Linked DNA regions of Zea mays: regions 2 and 3 are each linked to region 1. Evidence: chromatin contacts called from public Hi-C data. All regions are on one chromosome and are shown on one strand. Each heading gives the region's core, a stretch centred on a gene start, on an enhancer-like site or on the middle of the called end of the contact. The rest is flanking DNA. Distances are from core to core; before and after follow the strand shown.

What was found. Hi-C and Micro-C count contacts between places; a contact is called where the count stands out from the background.
Region 2: a contact with region 1 is called in a Hi-C map of leaf, with 4 times the contacts expected there. The contact joins the promoter of LOC100282919 here to the promoter of LOC100193000 in region 1. A contact is called at or near these places in 5 of 25 Hi-C or Micro-C datasets (bundle sheath, ear, leaf and 1 more) and 1 of 3 datasets of contacts at active chromatin or transcription factors (seedling).
Region 3: a contact with region 1 is called in a Hi-C map of ear, with 2.7 times the contacts expected there. The contact joins the promoter of LOC100383135 here to the promoter of LOC100193000 in region 1. A contact is called at or near these places in 4 of 25 Hi-C or Micro-C datasets (bundle sheath, ear, root tip and 1 more).

The regions. Positions count from the first base shown.
Region 1 is chr2:202,354,821-202,358,617 of Zm-B73-REFERENCE-NAM-5.0, reverse strand. It overlaps LOC100193000, which reads left to right and starts at 1,892. Exons shown (of 9, transcript NM_001138170.2): 1 at 1,892-2,151; 2 at 2,242-2,268; 3 at 2,994-3,063; 4 at 3,715-3,797. The coding sequence starts at 2,008.
Region 2 is chr2:202,490,096-202,493,863 of Zm-B73-REFERENCE-NAM-5.0, reverse strand. LOC100282919 reads right to left here and starts at 2,181. Exons shown (of 7, transcript NM_001155824.1): 1 at 1,852-2,181; 2 at 1,408-1,765; 3 at 1,273-1,322; 4 at 169-210; 5 at 1-66. The coding sequence starts at 2,088.
Region 3 is chr2:202,579,440-202,583,492 of Zm-B73-REFERENCE-NAM-5.0, reverse strand. It overlaps LOC100383135 (ARO1-like protein 2), which reads right to left and starts at 2,130. Exons shown (of 1, transcript NM_001175801.2): 1 at 1-2,130. The coding sequence starts at 2,011. The coding sequence ends at 74. It also overlaps a transcript of LOC100383963 not described here.

The DNA of each region.
Region 1 (3,797 bases), core at 643-3,142:
TAGGTCTTATCATTTAGAAAAATCATATATTTCTAGTACGACATCAAATAAATAAACTGTTTATATAAAAATTGTCTCTCCGTGAGATCTATAACTTTAAAGTTTTGCAGAATTTTCTTTGATGCATGTAGATGGTAAAAAACAATATAAAATTTCAAGGGTGCAATGTTAAATAAAAAAATTATATAAAAAATTTGTAGTTTTTATGAGATCTACAACTTTATTATTTCAATTTAAAATAATAAAGGAAAGGGAATGATCCAGATGTTCCATGTGAGGGTTTGTTTGGTTTCATCAAAATCTATATAGAATAACTGAACAAGGCTTAAATAAAAATAGAGCAACAGGATTTGCATAACAAACTTGATCTCTTTGATTGCACCTACACGAAAGAATCTTGGGTTTTTATTTTCCAGTTATTTTTAGGACTTATTATGCATCTCTTCAGTTTATCTAGGGAAGATACAACTTGATGCAACGTTACATGTCTGTCTCTTGGTATAAAGAGCATCTTTATCTAACATCGTATAAGAAGATAATTTTTTTATAAGAGCAAGCATTTATGCACGATTAATATAATGTCAAAAATTTATATTATTACTTTAGAATTCTAATAACCTTTAATAAAAAAATTTAAAGTATAAAATTATATACCTCATTAAGAAATATAACTTTTATTTTAAAATATTTTTTATTTTACAGCAAAAGATATGATTTTTAACACAACAAATTTAGATGGGATGATATACTATTGATATTTTGTATTATTTTTAGCGTCTTAATTAACTTGAATAAAAAATAAAATTAACAAATTATATATTTTATTGAGAGTATAACACTTTATAATCTTATGCTTATAACTTTTGTATAAAAACCATTTTGGCTCGAGATCATACGAAAGAATACTCTCTTCATTTCAAAATAGTTTTTTCTAAGCCCTGTTTTTTCCTATCAACCTATCCACATTTGAATAAATGATGATAAATAATTTATAGGTTAATTAATAAATGTATGTTAAACGAATTATATTTTAGAACGGAAAGAATACTATTTTTCTAAGGTTAAACTTTATCGTGCTTATCCGATTAGCGTGGCGCTACTGCAGCGCCAAATGGATGTATTTCATAAAGTATTATCTATGATGGCAAATTATAAATTGAATTATAGTGCAAGAGTAAGCAAAAGTAAGAGAGTAAAATATCACTTTATAATCATAAATAAACTGAAATAAGCTAGTATTAGTAGCTTATTTTAGTTTAATTGTGATCTCAAAGTGATATTTTACTCTTTTAGCATTACATTATAATTCAACTTAGGCCTTGTTCGGTTAGCTCTCAATCCAGGTGGATTGAGTGTGATTAGATGAGTTTAAATCTTAAACAAGTTAAAGTTCTTCTAAATTTCTTCCAATTACATTCAATCCATGTATAATGGGAATAACCGAACAAAACCTTATATAATCTATGAGAGAAACAAACATGTCCCATCTTTAACAACGTGACTTACAAAAATGACCTATAATTTAAAAATGAGTATATTTTATATAATTTAGAACATCAACAAAAACATTCCACTCCAACAGTAACGCATCAAATCTAGATTATAGGGTATCATGTAGTATATTTAAGGCATTTAAGAGAGTGACTTATAATTTTTAACTAAATTTTATGAAATGATGCAATGTTAAAGTAGTTTTTTTTTGTATAAAGATCTATATTTTAATTTGAGGCACCAATTTAAGACATTGTTAGAGTGCTATTAGACATACCATATATTGGCGCGAGACTAAAAGGAGAAATAGAAAAAAATGAGATTGATTTTAAAATGATGTTTTATTTAAAATAAAAAAATTCTACCTTCCCTACCCCGCCCCTGCCCGTGTCCGGTGGTTGCGGTTGCCCCTTGCCCGCATCATCCCACCTCGCGAACGAGGACGGCTTCTAGTCCCTCGCCTACCCCGCCCCCGAACCTGGCGTCTGCCCTACCAACCGCAGCAGCGACACTAGAATGGCCGCGGCGCCGTCATCCCTCGCGTCCTCCCACCTCTCCCCAATCGCGGCGGTGTCCACTCCCGCCGTCCCACATCAGCTTCGCATCGGCTGCTCCCGCCGCCGCGCCGGGCGCATCGTTGCCATGGCTGGATCCGGCAAGGTGCGCCGCCGCCGCCGTTCTTTAACCAGCCGTCTTTAATCTGCCCCTGTGATTTCTGCGCTCATGCTCCCGCTTGACTCTCCTTTGCAGTTCTTCGTCGGAGGCAACTGGAAGTGCGTAAGTGCTTGTTCTGCCTCTCCAGCTTTACGCGCCTTGGGGTCTAGAACTGATGATCCTGGAGATGCTATGTAACTGTATGATCTTTTGGCTGCTGCCGCATTGGGCATTTCAACGGGAACGGGACGAGATTTTGTCGTCATCCATATATACATCGTGGTTTACTCTGTCCATGGCCACTTCTACAAATAGAATCGCTTGTCTGCTTCCCAGCTTGGCCTGACAGCCAAAGCCGTTTTGTTTGGTATATAAAAGTGTTTTCTCCCCCGAAAGGGTGGTAATAAAGTTGCTGTTGTATCTTTCACCTTTTAGAAAACTTTTAGCTGAGAGATGCCAGGGAATGCTGCCAGTTCTTGCCTCCTGAGTATAGAGAGGCCTTGGTGTTTTCTTGACCCTGTTTGCTAAGCTTTGAGAGGCCTGGCCGAAGGAGGCAATGCAAAATGATGCATGTTGTGAACTTTTGAGTTGTGGTTGTCTATTAGTAATGGGTCTGCAAGATTCATCAGCCAAAACTCAAGCTTCAACTTTGTAAATTCATTTTTGGGCTTCATCTTTGGATCAGCGAACATGGCTTATTTGCTTTGAACAAACATCCTATTTCATATACGGAGCTTCTTCACTTCAGGAGCTCTTGCTAGCAACATTAAGTTATGTCCCTTGGTGTATTTAGTTACTCATCTTAGAATTTGTGGTGTTGATGTCTGTTTCTTTTCCCTCTTCTTCAGAATGGAACAAAGGACTCCATTAGCAAACTTGTCTCTGAATTGAATGCTGCTACCCTTGAAACTGATGTAGGTAAGCTCATTTGTTTCATCTTCACATATCCTAATCTTCCTCTTTCTATGATATTAACATTTGGTGCATGCATCTGATTGGTATTCTTATGTTTTCCTGTTGCACATAGGTTCCCGTAAATGTTTTGATATGTATACCTTACTGTGTATTTGCATTTACTAATATATCACTTATTTTCTTTGTGTTCTGTACAAGGCTATCTGCTAAAGTGTGCATCCGTCGCTAATTCAGTGTTTGGATAGTTGGCTCATAGAAAAAAATACTGTTGGGAAAATGTTTGCTTAGATTTGCTAATGACTTTCCTGAACGCTTTTTATGTAACTGTAAGAAAGTAGAGCATAGGATCTACCTGTATCCTGTATGAGTACCATCTAGCATGGAAACACTTCTTCCATGTTTCTAGCAGGCTCTTCTGTTGAATACAAAATGTCTATCTCAGGTTCTGCAAATGCAGTTATAGGAGCAATTTGTTCTATGGCAGTTTAGATGGGATTCTAATCATGGGATCCAAATTATAATCAGGACTTAATATTTTGGGTTTGAAACACAACAGTAGAGGGAATTATCTAAGAAATTATATGCCACTTTGCTGCTTGTTTCTTGCAGAATAAAGCAATCAAAACTAATGTGTGGCATTATGCAAATCTGCAGATGTTGTGGTGGCACCTCCATTTATCTATATTGATCAGGTTAAGAATTCACTAACTGGTCGCATTGAGGTTTCTGCTCAGAAT
Region 2 (3,768 bases), core at 932-3,431, 130 kb before region 1:
AGCAAGTGCATCAGCAGAGAGACCTCTGTTTTCTGTGCCAACTACTTCACCCAATGCAACTAGCTCCTGATATCAACATGAAAACTATTAACATGACATATTGATGTATGAAGCTTCAAATGAGGGGCTTGGAGAACTAAGGATAACACAACAAGCAATGTAACTTGCCTCATAGGAGTACTCGTCTGGATCAACCTCTTGCCATGCCTCCTGGGTTTTCATAAAAGCATAGAGAAATTTAAGTTGTTTATCATTCATCATAGTTGACTGATTACAAATAAGTACGAAAGAAATTAAAACCAATATGTGAACAATGACATAAATCTCCCCTGTATAAAAACTCTAGGGATAAATGGGAAATATGTCAACCATCTCTAGAGGACTGAGGACAATAGTAGTACCTGGCTAGTAATCATAAAACAATAGATGCTATATGTTGCTTATGAATTTTATTACTAGAATGGCAGATGGTTCAAGATTAGTAAAGGAAAACCTAATCATAACTAAAACATCAAACTATCCAAGTAGATATGGCTCTTTATTTAGATCCTGAACTACAAATCTAAGTGCGAGAAAAACTCTGTTTATATCATTTATAGTTGAAGCCAAACAAGCAGAAATAAATGCAATCTAACAGCAATGAATCCATACTAATCTTTGATAGAACAAAAACAACATGAAGGAAAGTCATGCACATATAGACAGCTCTTTAAATGGGCGAGATATAAAGATTACACGTGTCTCCAAAACCACTTCCAAAGTGGCAGTAGTCTAGTGTGGTTTTATTTACAATCAACATTTAAGTTGCCACTCACTGCAACAACATTTCATTTTAAGTGAGAAATATAATTAACTAACATATAAATGAGTAACTGATAATCCCTTCATTAAAAAATATAAAAAGACCCCTAAAATCTGTACAATCAAAATTCCAAATGCATAAATTTAGAAAGAAAAGGAGCAGATGTGTTCCAGGTAGGAAATATCATCAACAATCTATCTAAGGAAAGTATTATGGTATCAATAACTAACAAGCTAAATTATTTTAGATGAATCAATAAACTATGGCACAAATCATGCTCACTGTTGTGAAACATCATACATGTTGCATTGATCAAAGAACAACTCCACTAGTTTGCATGAACAGAAATTAACAAAGAGCGGGATATGGCATTTTGTTTCTTATGAGACCATTAATTGCAAACTCAAGTGATCTTCCCTAGCACCAAGCCACCAAAGGTAAAATTCATCAACAATGAGATGAATCACAACCTGTGGGTCATTCACATGATCCTCCTCATGCTCCACATCCACAGTTCGCCCTGCACAGGAAAGCCAAAATTACACCAGCAACCAACTAAATTGTAAACTGAACTAGAATTGGGGCAATGAATAGTATGTGCTCACAATCGCTGAGACCAGCGAGAGCCATAAGCCGCGCGGCGACCTCAAGCTCCTCAGCATCCTGCAGCGCACGCGCATAAGCCTCATCGTTCTCAAACTCCGCGGGATCTACTTCCGGCTCCCCTTCTTCGTCCTCCTCGTACTCTTCGTCGTAATCGCTCCCCTCGGCGCCCTCGCCCTCTCCCTCTCCATCACCATCGCCCGAGGGGTGTTCGTGGTGGTGGACGCGGAGGTGGTGCTCCAGTTCCTCTTCGTAGTCATCTCCCTCTTCGTCGTACTCGTAGCTCCCTGCATCAGAGCTCCCGTAGTCGCTGCCCTCGCCACCGCTCCCGTTCATCCGGAGCAACATGTACGCCCGCTCCTGCAACGATCCGAAGCACGGGTTAATCGGAGGAGGCAACAACCCTATGAGCAGCCCCGAGGCCGCGAGATCTCGTCGTCGCTTACCTGCTCCTGCAGGACGCGGGCTAGGGCGAGGTCAGCCTCCTCCTGGCTGAGGGCAGTGAACGGCCGCCTGGCCGCCTCGGCAGCTGCCGCGGCCGCGGCCGTGGCGCCACCGTCATCCGTGGCTTCGACATCCGCTGCGGTAGGTGGCGGCAGATTCAGACTAGGGTTCGACTCGGCGCTTGGCTTTTCGGACCCGGCACCGGCCCCACCACCTCCACTCCCCTTCGAACCTTCCATGGCGGCGAGCGAGGATGGAGACGGGGAGATACAAGGAAAAGGATTAGCGACTCGAGTTAAGCCCCTTTCCCGGGAGGCCACGGAGTGGTTACTGGTTGGTCTTGCGCTTTGTCTAAACTAATGGCCGATTAGCAGTGTGGTTTCGGTTTAAACTGGACCCTAAATGTAGGGGTGACAGTGGACTCTGCATCTTAGGGGGTGTTTAGTTTCTAAGGACTAATATTTAGTCCCTTCATTTTATTCAATTTTAGTTCCAAAATTACCAAATATTGAAACTAAATGTAGGGATGTTTATTTTAGTTTCTATATTTAGTAATCTATAGACTAAAATAGAATAAAATGTAGGGACTAAAAATCCTTAGACTATAAAAGTTAAAGATAAAATCTGATTAGGGCCGGACTCTATTTATGTTTATTTTTAAACTAGAAGTAATATAGAGTCCTATCAAATTGTGAAGGAGCATTTAGATCTATTTATGTTCATTTTTAAACTAGAAGTAATTTAGGGTCCTATCAAATTGTGAATGAGCATTTGGATCAAGATCTATTATCATCCCTACCCGAATGACGCAGAGCCTCAGAGCCAACTTGATTGCGGCTTGAGGTCAATTTGGTTGGGTTGTTAATGTGGAAAAAACTACAGTGGTTTATGGACCGTGAAAAAATGTTGTTGTATGCTATCAGTTGTAAAAAAAAGTCGTTGAGTGGAAGCTAATAAAATCGCTCAACATGGCGTGTTGTCTATCTTTTTTAATATGTGGGTCATTGTTGAGACTCCTTTGTTGAGATCTCCTATGACTGAGGCTCATCGACTCTACGGGCAACGGGGGCATGCCTCAACCATTCTTGGGGACATACAAGTGTGCCGGTGATGATCCCCTAGCGCTCATCATGTACAGTGCGCGCACATCCATATGTGGCTGGATGATGATGTGTCTTGTCGCAGCTGGTGTGGGCGTACCACAAGATTCGGGTCTGTCTCGTGGCTTGCTCGGCGAGGGTTTGGTCGGTCGGTCGCTCCGCCTCGCCGACTTGCTCGGCGAGGACTTGGTCGGCAGCTTTGTCGAGCAAGGCAACTCTGCCTCGCAGACTTGCTCGACGAGGACTTGGTCGGCCACTCCGTCTCTCAGACTTGCTTGGCGGGGACTTGGGTTGGTGTCACACCTCATTTTATAAGGTAAACCGAATGTGAACCATGTACGTGCCAGGATAAGAAATTCACGTACATAGTGATTACATAGTTGAAAATCATCACACATTGCTCAAAATAATAGCGCAAATAAATACTTTATTGTATCAAGATGTCCAAGACATCCACAGAGTCATTAACTTAAGTCATAATCAAAGTGCTGAATGAAACACAGTAAGATAAGGCCTTCATAGGCAGCTGACTAGGGTTTGCCACTAAACTAATCTAGAACTCATCGAAGTCCTGAAACTCCTGAAAGTCCTCCACATTGCCTTCATCTTCTCCTGAGCACTGGTTGCAATGTGGACAACCTAGGTTTTTGGTGTTTTAAAGCAAGGGTGAGTACACATCAACGTACTCAGCAAATGTCCTGTTTGGCTAAAGTGGACTAGATGTATGTTTGGCTAAAGTACACATCAACGTACTCAGCAAAGATATTTATTACCAGTAGAAAAACCAAGTTTTATCAATAATCCCAAGTCATCACCCAA
Region 3 (4,053 bases), core at 881-3,380, 220 kb before region 1:
CCGTTGGATGTATATACAGTACTTGGCCGATCCAAGAAGAACGCCTTAAAATTCCCTTCCCACAGCAGGTAATCTAATAATAGCCTTTTGCGCCTCTGGATTGATACAGCTCCAATCTGATCTTTGCTTCTGGCAACAAGTTGTCTATTACTGGGTCTTGCACCATGTAAGCTTGCTTGGAAGCCCATTCGAGCACCGTGAGGATTTCCGCCTGTGCCAACTCCTCGCTGTCCGGGACATTGTGTGCGATGTAGCATGCAAGGGTGAGTGATGCGATCTGAACCACCTGCTCGCTGAAATACACGAGCTGAACCAGGTGCTTCGCTCCGCCTGCACTGATGATCGCTTTAGTGTGGTCAACGTGCAGGTAATTATCCGTGCACGCAAACTTGGTCAGTGCAATCGCTGCCTCCCGAGAGACATCTGCTTCCCTCTCATCAAGAAGCTTCACCAGTGGCCCGATGATCCGGGTCTCTGTAGCACGGAAGGTTCTGGACAAGCAACCCAGCGAGATAATGCAGGGAATCAGGAGATCGTCGTACTCGGCCTTCTCAACGACACGTAGGAACTGGTCAACAACAGCCCGGGCAGCCGGAGAAGTTGGTTTGAACGCCGATCGTCGGAGGTCGGAATTCTGCTCGGCCACGCAGCAGATCTCCATGAGAGCCATTGCGGAATTATACTGCACGTCACCTTCACCTTTCTCGAGGAGAACGGCGAAGCAGAGCAGAGCCCTTGACTCCGTGATGTTCTTACAGATAGCGGCGTTTCCCTTGGCAAGCTGCCACAGCGCCTTGGCTGCGTTAGCTTTCATGTATGCCTTCGTCTCAGGGTCCTCGAACTCCCTGCCCCTTGTACTCGTTCCTGACAGTGACGCGTTGTGCTGCTTCGTTGCCGCGACACCAGCGTTACTAGTGGATGATATGTTGCTGTGCTTACCACTGCCTCCGTTAGGCTTCGCAGCCATGGTGGACTGCACCAGACTGTGGATCTCGTTCTTGCCCTGGGGAACGTGTCCAGTCGGATACCTCATGCCGGCGTGCTCCCCTGCATCCAGCAAGTCCGGCTGAACCGCAGAGGCGGCGTTGTTCTTTCTGTCCATCAGCACGGAGTGTATCGACATCTTGGACGTGACGGCGTACTTGGAGTGCTCCTGCACCGTCTCGAAAGCGAGGTGGCCGACGAGCAGCCGGATGACGTTGTGCTGCGCGAAGGCGTCCTGGCACTTGGGGTGGTTGGCGGCGAGCTCCGAGACGGCCCAGGCCAGCATGGCCTGCACCTTCATGGGTCCCTCCTTGAGCACCTTGGCGAAGGCGAGGCACACCCCGGCCTGGACCATCTGCTCGACGCACTCCGGGTCGCGGCCCAGCAGGCCGATGGCGAGCGCGCAGTTCTCCTGCCCCTCGAGGTGCGGCTCCTTGACGAGCTTGAGCAGCGGCGGCACGCCGTCCTCCTCTATGATGAGCTTGCAGTACCTGTCATTGTCGCGCGCGAGCGAGACGAGGCTGGCGGCGGCGTCGGCGCGGGCGTCGAGGTTGCCGGTGTAGAGCACGGCGATCTGCTCCCAGATGAGGAAGAGGATGGGCTCGTTCTGCGCGATGGGCGGGAGTCCGATGTGGGCGTCGAGGTCGTCGTCGTCGTCGCCGGCCGACGAGGAGACGCGGAGGAGCCAGGAGAGGTCGCCGACGGAGTTGTCGAGCTGGTTGGTCATCTTCTTGAAGGAGCCCGCGGGGATGATGGTGAAGACGCGGCGGACGAGGCCGTGGGCGCGGCACTTGTCGACGAGGGCCAGCGCCTTGTCGAGCGCCTTCTCGGTGTCGTCGAAGATGCGGCGCGCCGGGCGCTCGTAGAGGTCGGCGCGCGCGGCCTGGCGGAGGAGGCCGGCGAGGCGCTCCACCTTGGCCTTGAGCTCCATGCACTCCTGCCGGAACGTGTAGGCCTCGTCGGACCACTTTATTACCTGCTCGGCGAGCTGGATCGGGCGCGCCAGGATCTGCTTGAGGTCGTCCATCCCGTCCCGCCCGACGACGCTGGCCCCTCGCCGCGGCGGCGCGGTCAAGCAACCTAATGGCGGCCGGCCCCAGGCGCCAGGCCCTGTCCCCAATCCCGCAGCAGGCGGGCTGCTCGATCCGACCTTCCTCCCTGCCTCCTCCGCAGGGTGGGAATTGGGGGAGAACTGGAGGAGGAAGAGGAGGTGAACGGGGGGCGGTGGTGGCAGCGAGTTAATTTGGCATGGTTCTTGGTTTTTTTGGGCGAGGGCCGGGTTGGGCGCGCCGCGCGCGCGCGTGCCTGAGCTGGCGGCAGGCCGCGCAGAGCACGGGACGGGACGGCAGCAACGGCCGTCGCGTTGTCTCTGCGCTACATTCGCGTCGGCTTTGCGGCTTCTCTCTCTCTCTGCGGGGTCAAGTCAAATGCAGCACCGAGGGATGGAAATGGAATCGGAGGGTGGTTGGCTGCCTTTGGCCTTTGCCTGGCTGGCTGCTGGCTATAGTTGTCTGCCTGCCCTGCCACTCTGCCTAGCTAGCGGGCGACGTGCCGGGCTGACTGTTACCACGTGGATCGGTGGATGGAGCCCCTCCTGTCCTGACGCGTGGCCCGGGTGAATCAGGGAATACTGCAACGCTTCAGATCCGGCTGCATTCACCAAATCTGTTTTTTTCCCTATCAATCGTTTCTGATACCAAGTTTCCATTTGACTTCATGTATTCAATGTAAGTATATCGCAAACTTTATGGAGTAGGAGTATATCGCAAACTTTAAATGCACCTACCTTTCTGTTCATGCCGCTTTGGTTTCCGAAATGTTAGGTAGCACGTTGAGTGGTTACAGCTAATGAACTGCCAGTATTATATGTAAGCATTTAGTATTAGCCATCCAGGCGAAACAATCCCATTTAATGTTAGGTGCACATGTGTGTATACAAAACACTTTCGAAATGTTAAAGAAATTACTCGTGTTCAATGATACGCATCTAGGAGACGGTACTGCTATGGGTTCCAGCTTCAACGTGAAGCAATGGTGTACTATAATATAAATCTAAACGGTTTTAAAACTTATTATTTTATCTAAATAGAAAAACAAAACGGTTCTCTAAATGTCTTCTAAAAACTTATGGCTTCAGCGTTGTGATTTTCTAAAGCTTCTAATGAACTGTTTCATCAACTTCACCGGATTTTCCAAACAGGGCCTACACATATAAAAAAAACATTCGGAGTGCAAAATACTCCCTTGGTTCAAATTTATAATTCGTTTGAATTTTTTATCCTAAGTTTAACTGGTTCATCTTATTCAAAAAATTCATAATTATTGTTATTTTTTGTTGTGATATGTTTAGCATATAATATATTTTAAATATGACTTTGAATTTTCATTTTTTCTAAAAATTTGAACAAGACGAGTCGTTCAAACAAATTGTAATTTACAACGAAAAGAATAGTGTTTTACACGGTTATAGCACTGTATTATATACAGCCAGATTAACTATTTTGGCTCATTGTCCGAAGCAGTGATGAAACTAGCAAGGACATGTCAAGCCGACGGTCTTGTTTCCATCCAGAGGTCCACCATGTCCACGAGGATCCTTGCTTCCATGTGCACTTGTCGTCGGCACCGCACCGGGCTGCACCACGCCACCTCGTTGTGCCCTGGTCCGGTACGGTGACCAAATTAATCCACCTTGCCTCGACCATCATCGTCGGCGAAGGAGAATGAGGCCAAGAGGGCGCAACACCCGATGACCGACAGGGCATTTCGTGCTAGGTGCAGTGCAGACACCATGGACATGCGACCTTATTACCAACACCCAGAGCACCCATGGTGAAGGTGACGCGCGAGCTCTCAACTCTGAGAACGCTGCACAGGCCCCTAACGCCGTAATCCACAACATTTCTTTCTTGGACGATATCTCAATATTGAATAATACTCTCGCCCTTTGCGAAATACGCTATGTCTAGATATATGATTGAAACAATACATTTTCTTTTTAAAAAATCAAACGTCTTATGATATTCAGGCTTCCTGAGTCCCACAGAGAGAATTCACAAAACAACACTG